Linked DNA regions of Sus scrofa: region 2 is linked to region 1. Evidence: chromatin contacts called from public Hi-C data. All regions are on one chromosome and are shown on one strand. Each heading gives the region's core, a stretch centred on a gene start, on an enhancer-like site or on the middle of the called end of the contact. The rest is flanking DNA. Distances are from core to core; before and after follow the strand shown.

The links. A called contact is a pair of places that touch in the nucleus more often than the background predicts.
Region 2: a Hi-C map of fetal liver shows a contact between it and region 1, with 1.9 times the contacts expected there. The contact joins two enhancer-like sites. A contact is called at or near these places in 2 of 5 promoter capture datasets (fetal liver and liver), 16 of 47 Hi-C or Micro-C datasets (alveolar macrophages, embryonic fibroblasts, epiblast stem cells and 9 more) and 1 of 2 datasets of contacts at active chromatin or transcription factors (skeletal muscle).

Annotation. Positions count from the first base shown.
Region 1 is chr6:87,971,881-87,979,506 of Sscrofa11.1, forward strand. No RefSeq gene overlaps it. Among named protein-coding and RNA genes, the nearest start is that of SERINC2, 20 kb to the right of the region's middle. Within about 2 kb of position 4,956, at least 32 of the 83 cell types and tissues checked have an H3K27ac peak or open chromatin away from gene starts, as enhancers often do. A contact at or near this core is called in fetal liver, where this site is marked.
Region 2 is chr6:88,012,879-88,020,504 of Sscrofa11.1, forward strand. SERINC2 (serine incorporator 2) reads left to right here. Exons shown (of 10, transcript NM_001244148.1): 9 at 1,995-2,210; 10 at 3,700-4,263. The coding sequence ends at 3,835. Among named protein-coding and RNA genes, the nearest start is that of SERINC2, 21 kb to the left of the region's middle. Within about 2 kb of position 4,768, at least 7 of the 83 cell types and tissues checked have an H3K27ac peak or open chromatin away from gene starts, as enhancers often do. A contact at or near this core is called in fetal liver, where this site is marked.

The DNA.
Region 1 (7,626 bases), core at 3,706-6,205:
TGGCTGTGTTGTAGGCCGGTGGCTACTGCTCAGATTAGACCCCTAGCCTGGGAACCTCCATATGCCGAGGGAGTGGCCCTAGAAAAGGCAAAAAGATAAAAAAACAAAAAAACAAAAAACAAAACGTCTTTCTTGTCCCCTCTGACCTCAATCCTGTGCTAAACAATCACTCATCAACCAGAGTCAGATGACTAAAATCGCTGTTGTTGAGAACACAGTTAAGATACTAAAGTTGTTGGAATAGATAACATTGTGAGTGTGCCAATTCAGGTTATTCCTCCAGGGCAAGAGGAGCTAACGGACCCCTCCCCTGTCCCCGCCAGGGACCACCTGGCCGGATGATCATAAACCAGAGACATTCTGACTCCCGAAACTACAATTAAGAAAGGCCACTGAAAAGTCACATGATGATTAATCCCAGCCTCTTTCTCCTTCCCCTTTAAAGAAACCCCCTAACTCAAAGACCAAGTTTGGGGAGATCTGAGGCTCATCTCCCACTCCCTTGCTTGAAGGCCTGCAATAAACCTTTTACTTTGCTGCAAACGCCTGCTGTCAGAGTTTGACTTTCTGCCCAGTAGGCCCAGGAGTAAGCCCTTTGCCCAATTTCAGAAAAGTGCTTTGCACAAGACCTTAGTAAACTTGGGTTTGTCCAGCCGTGTGCCAGCAAATTTTTGTCAATTGGGTCTTCAGAAATCCAAATGTATACATTACATACATATGTGCATATGTCAACTATAAATGTTACTGACATAGGTGTTCCAGTTGTGGCTTGGTGGAAACCAATCTGACTAGTATCCATGAGGACACAGGTTTGATCCCTGGCCTCACTCAGTGAGTTAAGGATCGATCCAGCGGTTGCAGTGAGCTGTGGTGTAAGTCGCAGACGTGGCTCGGATCCCACGTTGCTGTGGCTGTGGCGTAGGCTGGCAGCTCTAGCTCTGATTCGACCCCTAGCCTGGGAACCTCGATAGGCCAAGGGTGCAGCCCTAAAAAGACAATTTCTTTTCTTTCTTTCTTTCTTTTTTTTTACTGATATAACCAGTCTATAGAACATAACTTATAAAGAACCAAAGTGGGAACTCTTGATTGCAAATCCCCTGTGGTCAGTTGATTCTCCAGAAGGTTTTTGTTAATTTTTGCTGAATCCTTTATCTCTAGTCAAACTATCTGCAATTCAACCAAACTTTGAAGTGGAATTGCATTCCAGGTTGCGACACTAACTCTTCTCCCATAAATGTGTTGTCATTCAATCTGATACGTGATCTACTGTTACACTCTTCTCACTCTCCTATAAATATATTCATTACGCTGAAACCTCTTTCAGCTTCAGCATTTCAGTTTAGTTTTGCACTGTTCATATTTTGTCCATCACTTTCGCTAATTTAGAAAGTCAACAAGCCCTGATTTGTAACATATGCCAACTCCCGCCTTGGCGGATTCCGAGTTGCTGAGGTGATGTCACTCAGCATAGAGTTGGGAAGAGGTGTATGGAAGCACGTGGTTAGGTCAAATTTCCACTGCTCAATAGATACACGATACAATACCCTGTACAATAGATACAGATAACCTCAAGAGAACAGTAAAATGTAGTAAAATCATTAGAAAGTCATGAGTTTCAGAGTATTGTCTTTGTTTTACTATTTCTTCTTTCTTTTTCTTCTTCTTTTTTTTTTTTTTTTTTTTTTTTTTGCTATTTGAGGGCTGCACTTGTGGCATATGGAGGCTCCCAGGCTAGGGGTCCAATCGGAGCTATAGCCGCTGGCCTATGGCTCAGTCATAGCAACAAGGGATCCGAGCCATGTCTGTGATGTACACAGACATCGCCGGATCCTTAACCCACTGAGCGGGGCCAGGGATCGAACCTGCATCCTCATGGATCCTAGTCGGGTTTGCTAACAGCTGAGCCATGAAGAGAACCCCTATTTCAGTATTTCCTAATTGTAAACTTATACAATTTAATTTTTTTCTCTTTAGGGCCATACCTGCAGCATATGGAGGTTCTGAGGGTAGGGGTTGAATTGGAGCTGTAGTCGCTGGCCTAGGCCACAGACACAGCAACTCAGGATCTGAGCCAGGTCTGCAACCTACATCACAGCTCCTGGCAATGCCAGATCCTTAACCCACTGAGCGGGGCCAGGGATCGAACCCTAGTCCTCATGGACACTAGTCAGGTTTGTTAACCGCTGAGCCACGAAGGGAATTCTACAATTGAATTTTTATTTTTTATTTTACTTTATTTTATTTATTTATTTATTTATTTATTTATTTATTTATCTTTCTGCCTTTTCCAGGGCCGCTCCCATGGCATATGGAGGTTCCTAGGCTAGGGGTCTAATCGGAGCTATAGCCTCGGGCTTACGCCAGAGCCACAGCAACTAGGGATCCGAGCCTTATCTGCGACCTACACCACAGCTCATGGCAACACCAGATCCTTAACCCACTGAGCAAGGCCAGGGATCGAACCCACAACCTCATGAAATCCCTAGTCGGATTCGTTAACCATTGTGCCACGATGGGAACTCCTACAATTGAATTTTTCATAATGTCTATTCAACAGCCAGCTTGCAAAATTCCTGAAACTATAGCAAGTGGTTTCTGTGAGCCTAGGTAGCACATTGGTCAGCTGTGATCTTGTCTCCATCCAAATGCATCCCATGGGACATTGTCAACAAAAGAGATCCCAAGAATGGAGAGACTGTGGTAAAGCCATTTGCCCCGAGACAGTTTGAGCTTGTTTGTGTCTCGCAGCAGAGGAAGAAACTCGAAGCAATGATTTGGTCAAATTCAGGTTTGCCCTGGGTACTTTGATTCCTTCATATCAGAATAAGACATTTCTTTTTTCACCATTAAGTGTTCAACAGACATCTCTGACCCTTGATCTCAGCTCCTCTCTGCACCCTTCTCTGTATCTGAGAGAACTTTCACTAAGATTGCACAAGCCAATGTGGCAGGAAAAATTGTTTAATTTTAAAAGAATGCAGTATCTGGAGTTCCTGTTGTGGCTCAGCAGTAACGGACCTGACTAGCATTCATGAGGATGCGGGTAGGATGGGGGTTTGATCCCTGGCCTCAATCAGTGGGTTAAATATCCGTTGTTGCTGTGAGCTGTAGTGTAGGTCACAGACATGGCTTGGAACTGGCATTGCTGTGGCTGTGGTGCTTCCATAAGCTGCACCTGCGGCCCTAAAAAGACCAAAAAATAAATAAATTAATGAAAAGCAGTATCTGTTATACTCACCCTTACCCTTCAAAACCCTACTCACATGTCACCTCCCTTCTGATATTTCATTTTCCAACACTGCTATGGCTGTGACTTGTCCATAATCCTATCGTACTTGTTTAGACAAGAGGGTAAATGTTTACTAATCCGTGCCCTTGACTAGGCTGTGAATTTTCCCTCAAGGGTGAAGATTGTGGTTGTCTTGCATGCTATTATTTGGCACAAGACACTGTGCAGGGTCTGGCACCAAGGGTTTTCTCAGTAAATCTGTCAAGTTAAAAACCTGAGGAAGTTCCCGTGGTGGCACAGCGGAAATGAAGCCAATTAGTATCCATGAGGATGCAGGTTTGATCCCTGGCCTCACTCAGTGGGTTAAGGATCTGGCATTGCCAGGAGCTGTGGTGTAAGTTGTACATGCAGCTTGGATCCCGTGTTGCTGTGGCTGTGATGGTTGGCAGCTGTAGCTCCAATTTGACCCCATCCTGGGAATCTCCATATGCCACGGATCGGCCCTAGAAAGCAAAGCAAAGCAAAACAAAACAAGAAACAACCTGAATATATGCGTTCCCTGGTGGCTCAACAGATTAAGGATCCAGCATTGTCGCTACAGTGGCTTTGGTTACTGCAGTGGCTTGGGTTCAATCCCTGGCCCAGGAACTTCTGCATGCTTCGGGGGCAGCCAAAAAACCAAAAACAAACCCGAATAAATATTCAATATCATGTGACCTTCCATAATCCCTGGGAAATGATTTCAGCCTAGTCCTTCCTTAAATTTTTTTTTTTTTTTTTTCCTGGGAATTCCCATCATGGCTCAGTGATTAACGAATCCGACTAGGAGCCATGAGGTTGTGGGTTCGATCCCTGGCCTTGCTCAGTGGGCTAAGGATCTGGCGTTGCTATGAGCTGTGGTGTAGGTCACAGACGCGGCTCGGATCTGGCATTGCTGTGGCTATGGCATAGGCTGGTGGCTATAGCTCTGATTAGACCTCTAGCCTGGGAACCCCCATATGCCGCAGGAGCAGCCCTAAAAAGAACAAAAAGACAAAAAAAAAAATTTTTTTTTTCTTTTTTGGGCACAGCATGGCATGTGGAGTTCTTAGGCCAAGGATCAGATCCAAGCCACAGTTGTGACCTATACCACAGCCAGATCTTCTCACCCACAGAGCCAGGCAAGGATCCAATCTGTGTCCTGGCGCTGTAGAGACGCCGATGATCCTGTTGCATCACAATGGGAACTCCTAGTCCTTCTTTAAGGACGTTCTCCTTGGAGGCCCTTGAACTGGCTCTTAATCTCCCTAAACACATAAATGTCAGAGCCAGAGGTCCTGAGGCCATTTAGCCTCATCAACTTGTGCAGATGGGGAAACGGAGGCCCAGGAAAGGGTAAGACTGACCTGAGTTCACACAGCTCATTAATAGGATGGAAACCAAGCCTTATGCCTCCTGGATCAGGCTTCATCCTATTACTCCCTTTTTAGAAACAGGGAAGCAGGCCTAGAGAAAGGAAGGGGAGCACAAGCTTACACAGTAATTGAGGGGCAGAACCAGGGCCCGGGAATTCTCCTGCCTCCCCTGGGCCTCCTCCTGACCTTTCCCTTCTTTTGAGGCCCAGCAGTGGGACTGGTGGGGCCTCCTCCATGTTTTCTGGGTCAAGGATCAAGATTGAAGGGCGATTCTGTGAGATCCTCCCAGATTCTGTGAGATCTGGGAGCTGATGGAGGCACGCACCAGTTTGTCCACTAGGTGGCACTGCAGATCCTATCTCGGTCCCCTTACTGTGCATCCAGCCTTGGTTCATCTGTACTGGGGCCAGACGGGGAAAACTGAGGCCCTGGGAGGAGAGGGATTTGTAGAGGTCACCCTGAGAGCTAGAGGCAGAGCTGGCACTTGTCTTGGGCCTCCTGACACCGGCCAGGTCATTCCCTAGGCGGCTGAACGTGGCCTGGGGGCGGGGCTTTTCCACCGTTTGCTGGTTGGCTGTCCCTGTGGCTAGTATGGTATTGCGCCTCTCCCTGGGCCACACTGGCCGCCCACGGAGTCACACCCCTCTTCACCTCTGCTCTGTCCAGGGACCCCTACCCTGTCTGCCGCCCGCTGTCATCAGCACAGGTCTTCGTGGTTTCAGAGACATTGTCACTTTCTGCCTGCCCGCTTTGCGTGCTTGGAGAAGGGGGCGGGCCTGGGGATCGGCGATGCGGACTCCAGTCAGACCAACTATGCAGCCTCAGACCAGGTTACCCATCTCTTTCTGCCTCAGTTTCCTTATCTGTAAAGCAGAGATTCTAGTGGTTCTTATCTCTCAGGGTTTTTGGGAGGATTACATGAGATAGCACATTAAGTCCTTGGGAGCTTTTTATCAAGCCTGAAACCTGCAGAGCATCTGGGAGAGATGTGAAACTGCCCCCTCACCCCTTATGGATGACAGACTGAGGCCCAGGGAGGTCAGTGAGCAATGATGATGTCATTTCCTCATTGAGGGCCAGGTATGATTGTCAGGCCATGACTCAAGAGTATAAGAAGTAGAACTTTCTTTTTCTTCAGCCCAGGGGGATGTAGAAGTTGAGGTGGGATGGGAATGCAAGTAGAACCAGCATTTGGGTTGCCCTGTGTGTGTGTTTCCCGCCATGTGTCTGCCTGGAACACCTTGGTGACACCCTCGTCCTTTTTGCTTTGAATGGCCCTCCGGGGCCACCGTCTTTCTCCAGTTCTCCCCGGTCACAGTAAAGGGCACAGGGATTGTTCTGCTGAGTTGGGGGTCACACTGTGGTTTGGGGGTCATTCTGGTAGGTCCCCCTTTGGGCTCTGGCTGCCACCTGCAGGGTCTTCTCAGGGCCTGTGGTGTCTCTGCTCTCAGCTCTTTCTGTTCCAGCCTGGGGAGGTCTCTAGTCTGAGTAACAGATGCCCTGCTTATATGGGGAATGGGGAGAGTAGGAAGAGGGTAAAATACCAGGAGAGAAACATACAGATCAATTATACCAACACATATTTCTGGAGCATCTTGTGTGTACCAGGCACTGTTCCAGATGCTTGGTACATTGCGGGGTTGCATTTTTTTTTTTTTTTTTTTTTTTTGCTTCTGTCTTTTTAGGGCTGCACCTGTGGCATATGTACGTTCCCAGGCTAGGGATCGAATCGGAACTACAGCTGCTGGCCTATGCCACAGCCACAGCAACACCAGATCTGAGCCACATCTGCAACCTACACCACAGCTCATGGCAATGCTGGATCCTTAACCCACTGAGTGAGGCCAGGAATTGAACCTGCAACCTCATGGTTCCTAGCTGGATTCGTTTCCACTGAGCCATGATGGGAACTCCCTGGGGGTGCATTCTGAGCAAGCAGACAAATCTCTTCTCTCAAGGAGGGCTGCAGCAGGAAGCAGACAGTGATGGTCACGAAGGCTACCATTTATGGAGCCCTACTATGTGCTTGTGTCATCTCCTTGATTACTTCCTTTTTTGTTTTTTTTTAGGGTGGCACCTATGGCATATGGAAGTTCCCAGGAGAGGGGTCAAATCAGAGCTATAGCTGCCAGCCTACACCACAGCCACAGCACATGGTATCCGAGCCATGTCTGTGACCTACACCACAGCTCATGGCAACACTGGATCCTTAACCCACTGAGCAAGGCCAGGGATAGAACCCATTGGGTCCTCATGGATCCTAATCAGGTTTGTTACTGCTGAGCCACAAAGGGAACCCCTCATTGATTACTTCCGACAGTATAATGACATAAGTGCTACTATTATCCCCATTTTTTTTTTTTTTTTTTTTTTTGGCCACCACGTAGCATATGGAGTTCCCAGGCTGGGAATCAGATCTGAGCTGCCGTTGGGACCTGTACCGAAGCTGCAGCAACTCTGGATCCTTTAACCCTCTCTGCTGGGCTGAGAATTGAACTTGTGTCCTGGTGCTGCAGAGACGCCGCCAATCGCCTTGTGCCACAGCAGGAACTCCCATCACCCCCATTTTATAGATGAGGAAATAGAGGCACAGAGGTGTTCAGTAACTCGCCCCAGCTAGTAGATGATAGGGGTAGGATTCCGAGCCAGGCAGTATGAAAATTAAACAGGGTGACTTGGTTGAGAAGAGCTGCGTCCAGCTGGAGGATGGATTTTCTGGTCGAAGAGGTGCTGTTTGAGCTGAGACCTGCCTAATGATAAGGAGCAGCCATGCCTGGGGGGATCTCCAGGCAGAGACAACAGCAAGTGCAAAGTCTCTGACGCCAGAATGAACGTGACTGATCAAGTGGCCAGGAGGTCAGGAGTGAAGGACAGCAAGTGGCAGGAGGGGAGGGGAAGAGGAGACAGGCCCAGACTGGCAATATTAAACTCTGGGCAGGGGGTGGTGGAGGGGTTCCAGCCATCCTCCTTTGAGCTGGCGGGGCCAAGCCCTACGCCCATAAA
Region 2 (7,626 bases), core at 3,518-6,017, 41 kb after region 1:
CACAAGAGCCAAGGCCACTGGTGATGGCTCTTGCTTCCAGCTTGATGTCCCAGATCGAGGCTCATGTGCACTAACTCTCAGCACTGAGTTTGGTGATTGGGGTGCGCTGAGGCTCAGCAGGGGGTGTTTTCTCAGTGTGATGGGGTGGGCTGGAGTCTAGGTCTTATTTCGCTTTTTTTTTTTTTTTTTTTTTTTTTTTCTTTTTAGGGCCGCACCTGCGACATATGGAGGTTTCCAGGCTAGGGGTCAAATTGGAACTACAGCTGCTGGCCTACAGCACAGCCACAGCAACTTGGGATCTGAGCCGTGTCTTCGACCTACACCACCGCTCACGGCAACGACAGATCCTTAACCCACTGAGCAAGGCCAGGGATTGAACCCACAACCTCATGGTTCCTAGTCGGATTCATTTCCACTGTGCCACGACGGGAACTCCTTCCCTTTTTTTCAAGATATAGGTTTGATTTTCAAAATGATATGTGTCTCAAATACAGTGTTTTAAATACTGTTAAAAACATCAAGACCTCATTATAGAAAAGCAATGACAAAAAAATCATTCTTTATTACGAACATAAAGGGGAGGCAATGGGTAACAATCCTTCCTTAAAACAAATAAAAGAACAAATTTAAGAGCAAATGAACATTATTAGTGCCTGTAGTACCTGGTATTGTTGTCGAAACTCTGGCCTCTGTCCGCCGACGTGGAGACAGAGTTTTGGGTTAAAGAAGAAAATAGCTTTTATTGTTTTGCCAGGCAAGGGAGATCACAGCAGGCTAATGACATAAAGACTGTGCCTTCCTTTGGGAGAGAATAGGAGTTGGCTTTTTATTTTTTATTTTATTTTATTTATTTCTTTATTTTGGTATTTTTGTCTTTTTTAGGACTGTACCTTCGGCATATGGAGGTTCCCAGGCTAGCGGTCCAGTTGGAGCTATAGCTGCCGGCCTATGCCACAGCCACAGCAACGCCAGATCTGAGCCACATCTGTGACCTATACCACAGCTCGCAGCAACGCTGAATCCTTAACCCACTGAGTGAGGCCAGGGATAGAACCTGCAACCTCAGGGTTCCTAGCCAGATTCGTTTCTGCTGCACCACGATGGGAACTCCAGGAGTTGGTTTTTTAGTTGTGGGAGTGGAGAATAGGGCCGCAGGTAAGGATTAGGGTAGATGCAAGGTTTCATTCTTCAAAGCTGATGTTTAGTGGTCCCAGGACTGGTTCTGGTGGTCCTGGAATGAAGGATGCTTCATCAAGTAGTTCACGTCGTCCATTTTTGGGGATGTTAGTTCTGCAGAAGAGCTCAGAGATACTGTGATGTATATTCCTCGAGGAGGGACAGGACCCTGCCCCAAGGCTGCACTATTGTTTCTGGACTGTTCCTCCCTGGTCTCTGCATCCTCTCCCTTCCCTGATTTGTAACTGTTTGAACCTACCCTTTGGAACTCAGCGAAGGTCATGGAGGCTGAATGAGGCCCACTTCCTAAAAACCAAAAATGGGGGACAGAATGGCTTTTGTGCCCAGGAGCCCCACAGAATCCTGCTCCATTTCATTATGGTCCTTTGCAGTACTAGGTTCTCAGTGCATATTCATGGAGAAGGCAAATGAACAACCAGAATACCAGGGTCCGTTTATTTAGTTTCTACTCTATGCCAGGCACAGAGCTAGGGGCATCTCATCCTTATTCTGTTTAATCCTCCCAGCAACCCTGTAAGGGAGGTACTGTTATCCCTGATTTTATAGACAAGGAATCCAAGGCTCAGAAAGGTTAAGTTTCTTGCCCAAGGTCACACAGGGAGTGCGGGTAGAGTTGGGAGTCAAAGCACTTTATTAACTCCTGGGCCCAGGGCCACCAGGCCACCGGCTCCCAAGGCTCGGGGACCCTGGGGCCCACAGTCACTATGACCAATGCCATGGTGGGCATGAGGCCTCTGATGCTGTCCACCTGCCCACCTTGGCAGTGACGACCGCTCTCCCTCCTACCTCCCCCACAGCCTGCGCTCCTCCGACCACCGGCAGGTGAACAGCCTGATGCAGACAGAGGAGTGCCCGCCGGTGCTGGAGGCCACGCAGCAGCAGCAGGTGACAGTCAGCGAGGGCCGGGCCTTCGACAACGAGCAGGACGGAGTCACCTACAGCTACTCCTTCTTCCACTTCTGCCTGGTGCTGGCCTCTCTGCATGTCATGATGACACTCACCAATTGGTACAGGTACGAGGACGGAGTCTCAGTGCCCGTGTGGAGTGGGCTATATGGCTTCTCTCCTCTGCCCCCTCTGGGGTTTTCTTGCTGCCTGCCGAAGGCTTGGGTGTGGAAGCGTCTCCGTAGGACCCACCATGGTGCCCGCCCCATCTGTGCCCCAGTTTCCCCACCAGTGCCTCGTCTGCTCAGTAGCTGGTACCTTTGCTAAGTGCCTGGCTAGTGTGGACCACAGGTGGTGAGGGTGGGTCTGTGCAGGGCAGACCAGATTTACAGATCAGGGGTGGCGATTTGGGTTATGGGGTCAGATTTGGGATTCATGGTTGGAAGGTTAGGATTAGGGTATAGGGTCAGAGTCAAAGTCACAGGGTCAAGAATAGGAATCATGAAGTCAAGAGTTGGGGCCATATAAAGTCACAAATTTGGGAGTTCCCATTGTGGCCCAGCAGAAACGAATCCAACTAGGAACCATGAGGTTGTGGGTTTGATCCCTGGACTTGCTTAGTGGGTCAGGGATCTGGCATTGCCATGAGCTGTGGGGTAGGCTGCAGATGTGGCTCGGATCCTGCACTGGGTGGCTGTGGTGTAGATTGGCATCTGTAGCTCTTACTAGACCCCTAGCCTGGGAACCTCCATATGCAGGTGCGGCCCTAAAAAGCAAAAAAAAAGCAAAAAAAAAAAGAAAAAAATTACAACTTTGGTCATTTGGTTAAAATTGGGGTTATGAGGCCAGAAAGCCAGGATTGAAGTGGCCAGGCCAGGGAGCTAAGTTCAGAGTAACAAGATTAGTGGCCAGGACTGGGGCCTATGGGCCAAGGGTCAGAATTGAGATCAGCGATATCAGAACTGTGTGAGGAGTTTCCATGGTGGCTTAGCAGTTTAAGAACCCAACCACTATCCCTGGCCTTGCTCAGTGGACTAAAGGATCCAGCGTTGCCACAGTCTGTGGTGTAGGTCACAGATGTCCCTCGGATCTGGTGTAGCTGTGGCTGTGGCATAGGCTGGCAGTTATGTCTTCGATTCAACTGCTAGCCTGGGAACCTCTATATAGGAGTTGCCCTAAAGAGAAAAAAAAAAGTAAAAAAAAAAAAAAAAAGAAAGAAAGAAAAGGAAAGAACTGTGGTTATAAGGTCAGGGATAGGGTTATGGATGGGATTGAGAGTCAGAGTCAAGGTTAGAGGTCAGGACTGAAGTCAGGAGCTTCAGGGTGCCAAAGTCAGAGAACCGGAGTGAGGTCATAGAATTAAGATTGCAAAGTAAGTGACCAGAATCAGGTCACAATATGACAGCCTAGGATTGGGGTCAAGGTTGACATTGAGGTCAGGGTCAGGTCTATGGTACAAGGTCAAGAGCTAAATGTAGGGTCTTAAAGCTAAGTGTCAAAAGTATCAGAGATGGGGGCCGGCTAGAGTTACAGGGTAGGAGCCAGAGGTGAAGTCTAGGCCAGGACTGAGGTCACGGGATCAGGGACCAGGCTCACTGGGATGGTGGTGTGTTCCAGACCCGGTGAGACCCGGAAGATGATCAGCACGTGGACCGCCGTGTGGGTGAAGATCTGTGCCAGCTGGGCCGGGCTGCTCCTCTACCTGTGGACCCTGGTAGCCCCCCTCCTCCTGCCCAACCGCGACTTCAGCTGAGGCCCCCTGCAGCCAGCCCACCTGGTGCCTCGGGGTTCAGTGACAGCCAGGCTGAGCCCTCACCCTGCCCCACCTCCGGGACATGCCCCTGAGCTGGGACCCTCTTAGTGCCTTCGGGGAGGAGGAGCATCAGGCCTGTCCCTCCTGCTCCCCCGCTCCCCCAGCTGCCTCATTTCCCCTTGCCCCCACTTGCCCTCTTGGGAAAAAAGGGCCCCTTGTTTTAAGGCTCCCCAGGAGAGGGTCCTGAAGGAGAGAAATGCTGAGAGCTGCTCAGAGAAGGGGAGCGCTCGCCTCCATGGGGTGCCCAGCACTTAGGCCCAGGTATTCCTGACCACGTCCCCCAGGGCGCCCCGTCCCCCTACTGGACTCTGTGCCTTACTGAGTCTCTAAGACTCTGCCAATAAAGAAGCCAGTGCGCGTGCCTCCCATGTCTGTGCCTCCCCACCCTCAGGATGAGCCCTGTCCCTGCTGAGACCGTTGTGGGGGCTGGGAACGGAATGTTGGGGCCGGGGTGCTGCTCTGTAGGAGTCAGACCATGAGGGGCCTCAAAAGGCAGACAGAGAGGCCTGCTCTGTCCCCTGGTTCATGGAGATCCTGGGAGTGGGGCCTAGAGAGGAAGGAGGGGCTTGGAGAAAGGGAACCTGGGAGGTCAGAAAAGGGGGGCCTGGGGCCATGTCCACAAGGGGGATGATGAGGCCAGAGTCAGGGTGGGGAGGGGGTCATGCGGAGTGGCTGAGAGGCAGTCTTTGGGCCAGCTTACCCATGCCCACCCTGAGGTCCTGCCACCTCTAACCCGCCTCCAGGGTCCTGCTGAAGAACTTGTCACCACCCTCCTCTTCTTCCTGCCAAGGTCGGTTCGTACCTGCCCTGGGCTGGCTGCTGGAGGAGCTCAGAGAGGAATCTAACCACTCCCTAGACTTCAGGTCATGGTGGGAGGAGCATGTGCTCTGGGGTGGGCCAGGCAGGCCTTATCTGCTCGTCTGCAGAAGATGTGAGGTTCCTGTGAGGCTCTGGGCAAGTCTTTGCCCTCTGGGCCCCTGGCTCCTCATTCATCAGATGGAAAAGCCCCATCCACTCCCAGCAGGTGATGCGGCCCACCCACCTCTGAAGGTGCCAGTGAGGCGTGGACAGGCTCCTGGCTGGGGCCCCGAGCCTGCTCTTGGTGTTGCGATGCCCCACCATGGGTCAGCCACTCCTTCCACTTTGGGGATACCAAAGAGCTACTGACAAGATTGGGGTTTGCTGGGTGCTGGGGCGTGGTGGGCAGGGACACAGCCTGCTTCTAAGGAGCTCCAGGGTCGGTCGTGGGGGGAAGGGGCAGGCAGCACAGATGCACTGAGAAGTCACCTGCCAGTGCACCCGTCAGGACAGTGGGAGGCACCCAGATCAGGAGGAACGAAAATGCCCAAGGGAGAGGACACGGCCTGTGAGCAAGAGAAAGAGGGCAGGGTGTTGGAGGACAAGTGGGCAATGAAGTGTGGCTGGGGTGCAGAGAGAGCATGCGGGGGGATCCGGAGGTTCTGTGACCTTTGGAGAGATGGGTGGGGCCAGAGTCCCACAGACCCTTGAGGGCCATGGTGAGGAGACCAGACTCTATCCTCAGGGTAGAGGGGAGCCATGCAGGGTCTTTGAGCAGGAGAGAGGCAATGAAGGTGTAAGCTGATCATGGGGAGGCCCTGGCGGGTCTAGAGCAGAGCCGTGACATGGTCAGATGGTTATTTTGGAAAGATTTTCATGGATGGAATAGAGGGCACAGCAGCTGGAGGCAGGTGCCCCTCGTCCCCTGCTGTCCAGCATCAAGGCTTCCACACATCCTCCCCTTCCCTCCCTCCCTTCCTTTCCTTCCCCCCTCTGCACCCCAACCTTTCCTGCATCTCCTCTTCTCCATCACATCCTCTTTCTCATTTCCGTCCCCTTTCCCTTCATAACCCTCCCCTCCCACTCTCCTTTGTCACCTCCCCTCCTTTGTCAGCCTCTGGGACAGGCTGTAGGAGCCCAGCTCTTTATGTCTACCTGCCCTCCATGGGCCGGGCTTTTCTGCTGCAGTGCTAATGGCGAAGGGGCACCCTCATCCCCCAGGGTCTAGGCTGCCTGGACTCCTGCTGCCTGGCTGGTGGTCCCTGCGGAGACACCAGCGGCAGCCTCAGCCCAGCCTGCCCTGGAGCAACTTTGGACCCAGTTGGAGAACAAACATCTGGGCAGGGTGTGGTGTGCTGGCAAGGGCTCTGGGTGCCACTCCTGTTCCATCGGCTCCATCCCTACCTCACCACTCTCTCACTGCGTGAACTTAAGCAACACAGTTGCTCTCTCTGGGCCTCAATTGCAGCTTCCGTAAAATGGCAAAGGTAGATATTTTGTAAACCATAAAGCATTGTGCTTTCATGTGGCAAACACTGTGGTTAACCAACAGGCATTCCCAAGCCCTGTCTCCCTTTCCTGCCTCCATCGAAAAGGCAGGAACAGCCAACTGTCACTTTGCAGCTTCCCTGAGAGTTAGAAGTAGGCATGTGACAACTTTCTGGCTAATTAGACCCCAGTGGGAATGCTAAGGAGCAATTCCAGGAAAATTTTGGCTTTTCTTTTACAAAGCACTATTCATTTTTCCTGTTCCTATTTTAACACAAATATGATGCCTGGAGCCACAGCAGCTGTCTTGGGACCATGAGGCAACAAGCCTGAGGAACCAGCATGTTGAGGATTGTTGAACAGAAAAATGGAAGGAGTCTATGTCCTTGATGCACCTGTGAGCTGCTGCATCAACCCTGCTGTGCCTGACTCCAGACTTCTGTTATGTGAGGAAAACAAAAGCCAATATATTTAAGCCCCTGTTAGTTGGGCATTAAGTTCCTTGCAGCTGAATGCATTTCTAAATGAAATCACTTGCAAGATGGTGATTCATGTTAGTGATAATAAAAACAACAGGAGAAACTTATTTCTATTACTCTAGCACCTTCCCCCATATATGTGTATATTTATAACTAAATGTATACTGTATATGTTCATATAATATACATATATGTTTAATAGCAGGATAAATTGTGACAAGACAATTTTTTGAGATATTAATTTTTTTTCCCTCTTCTGCCAAACACAAGGGAGGTTCTGGACCTCCTTGTCTCGGGGGAGGTCTGAGGAACAGTGCGAAGAGAGGGAGAGGTTACCTGCCAGGTGCACTCTAACTACCTCTGGTAGCTAAAGGCCCAAGTTTGCTGTGGAGCTTCTGGAGAGTGGGAAGAGGCCGTGATGGGGGCAGCAGAGGTGCCTCCCGGAGGGAGAGGTGAGAGTGAGGGCCTCAGAGGAACTTAATTAGAGACGGGGGTGGTTCTTCCCAGACCCCCCAAAAGTTTTCTGTAACTGGAAGAGGAGGCTGAGGGCTGTGGGTTCTATGAGCAAAGATGGGGGCACCAGTTCCTTCTGAGCTGGGGGAGCCAGGCAGAGCCTGGGGGACAGGTGAGGCCTCAGGGTGGAAGCACAGTTCCCAGCCCCACCCAAGGTGCCCAGGCCTCCCCGCCCTGACAGCAAATCTTTCCTGCTCTGCCCACAGCCTTGCTGCCACCCCAGGACTTTTGCACTATCCTAGAGAGGGGGCCGTGTGTGTTGGGGAGGACAATGAAAAATGGCTGAGGTTGAATTTCCCACCAGCCTGGTTGGCTGGGGCTTTGGATAGAAAGAAATTTGATATAAAACCAATGAGCAGGAGTTCCCACGGTGGCTCAGCGGGTTACAACCCAACTAGTATCAATGAGGATGCGGGTTTGATCCCTAGCCTTGCTCAGTGGGTCAAATATCCA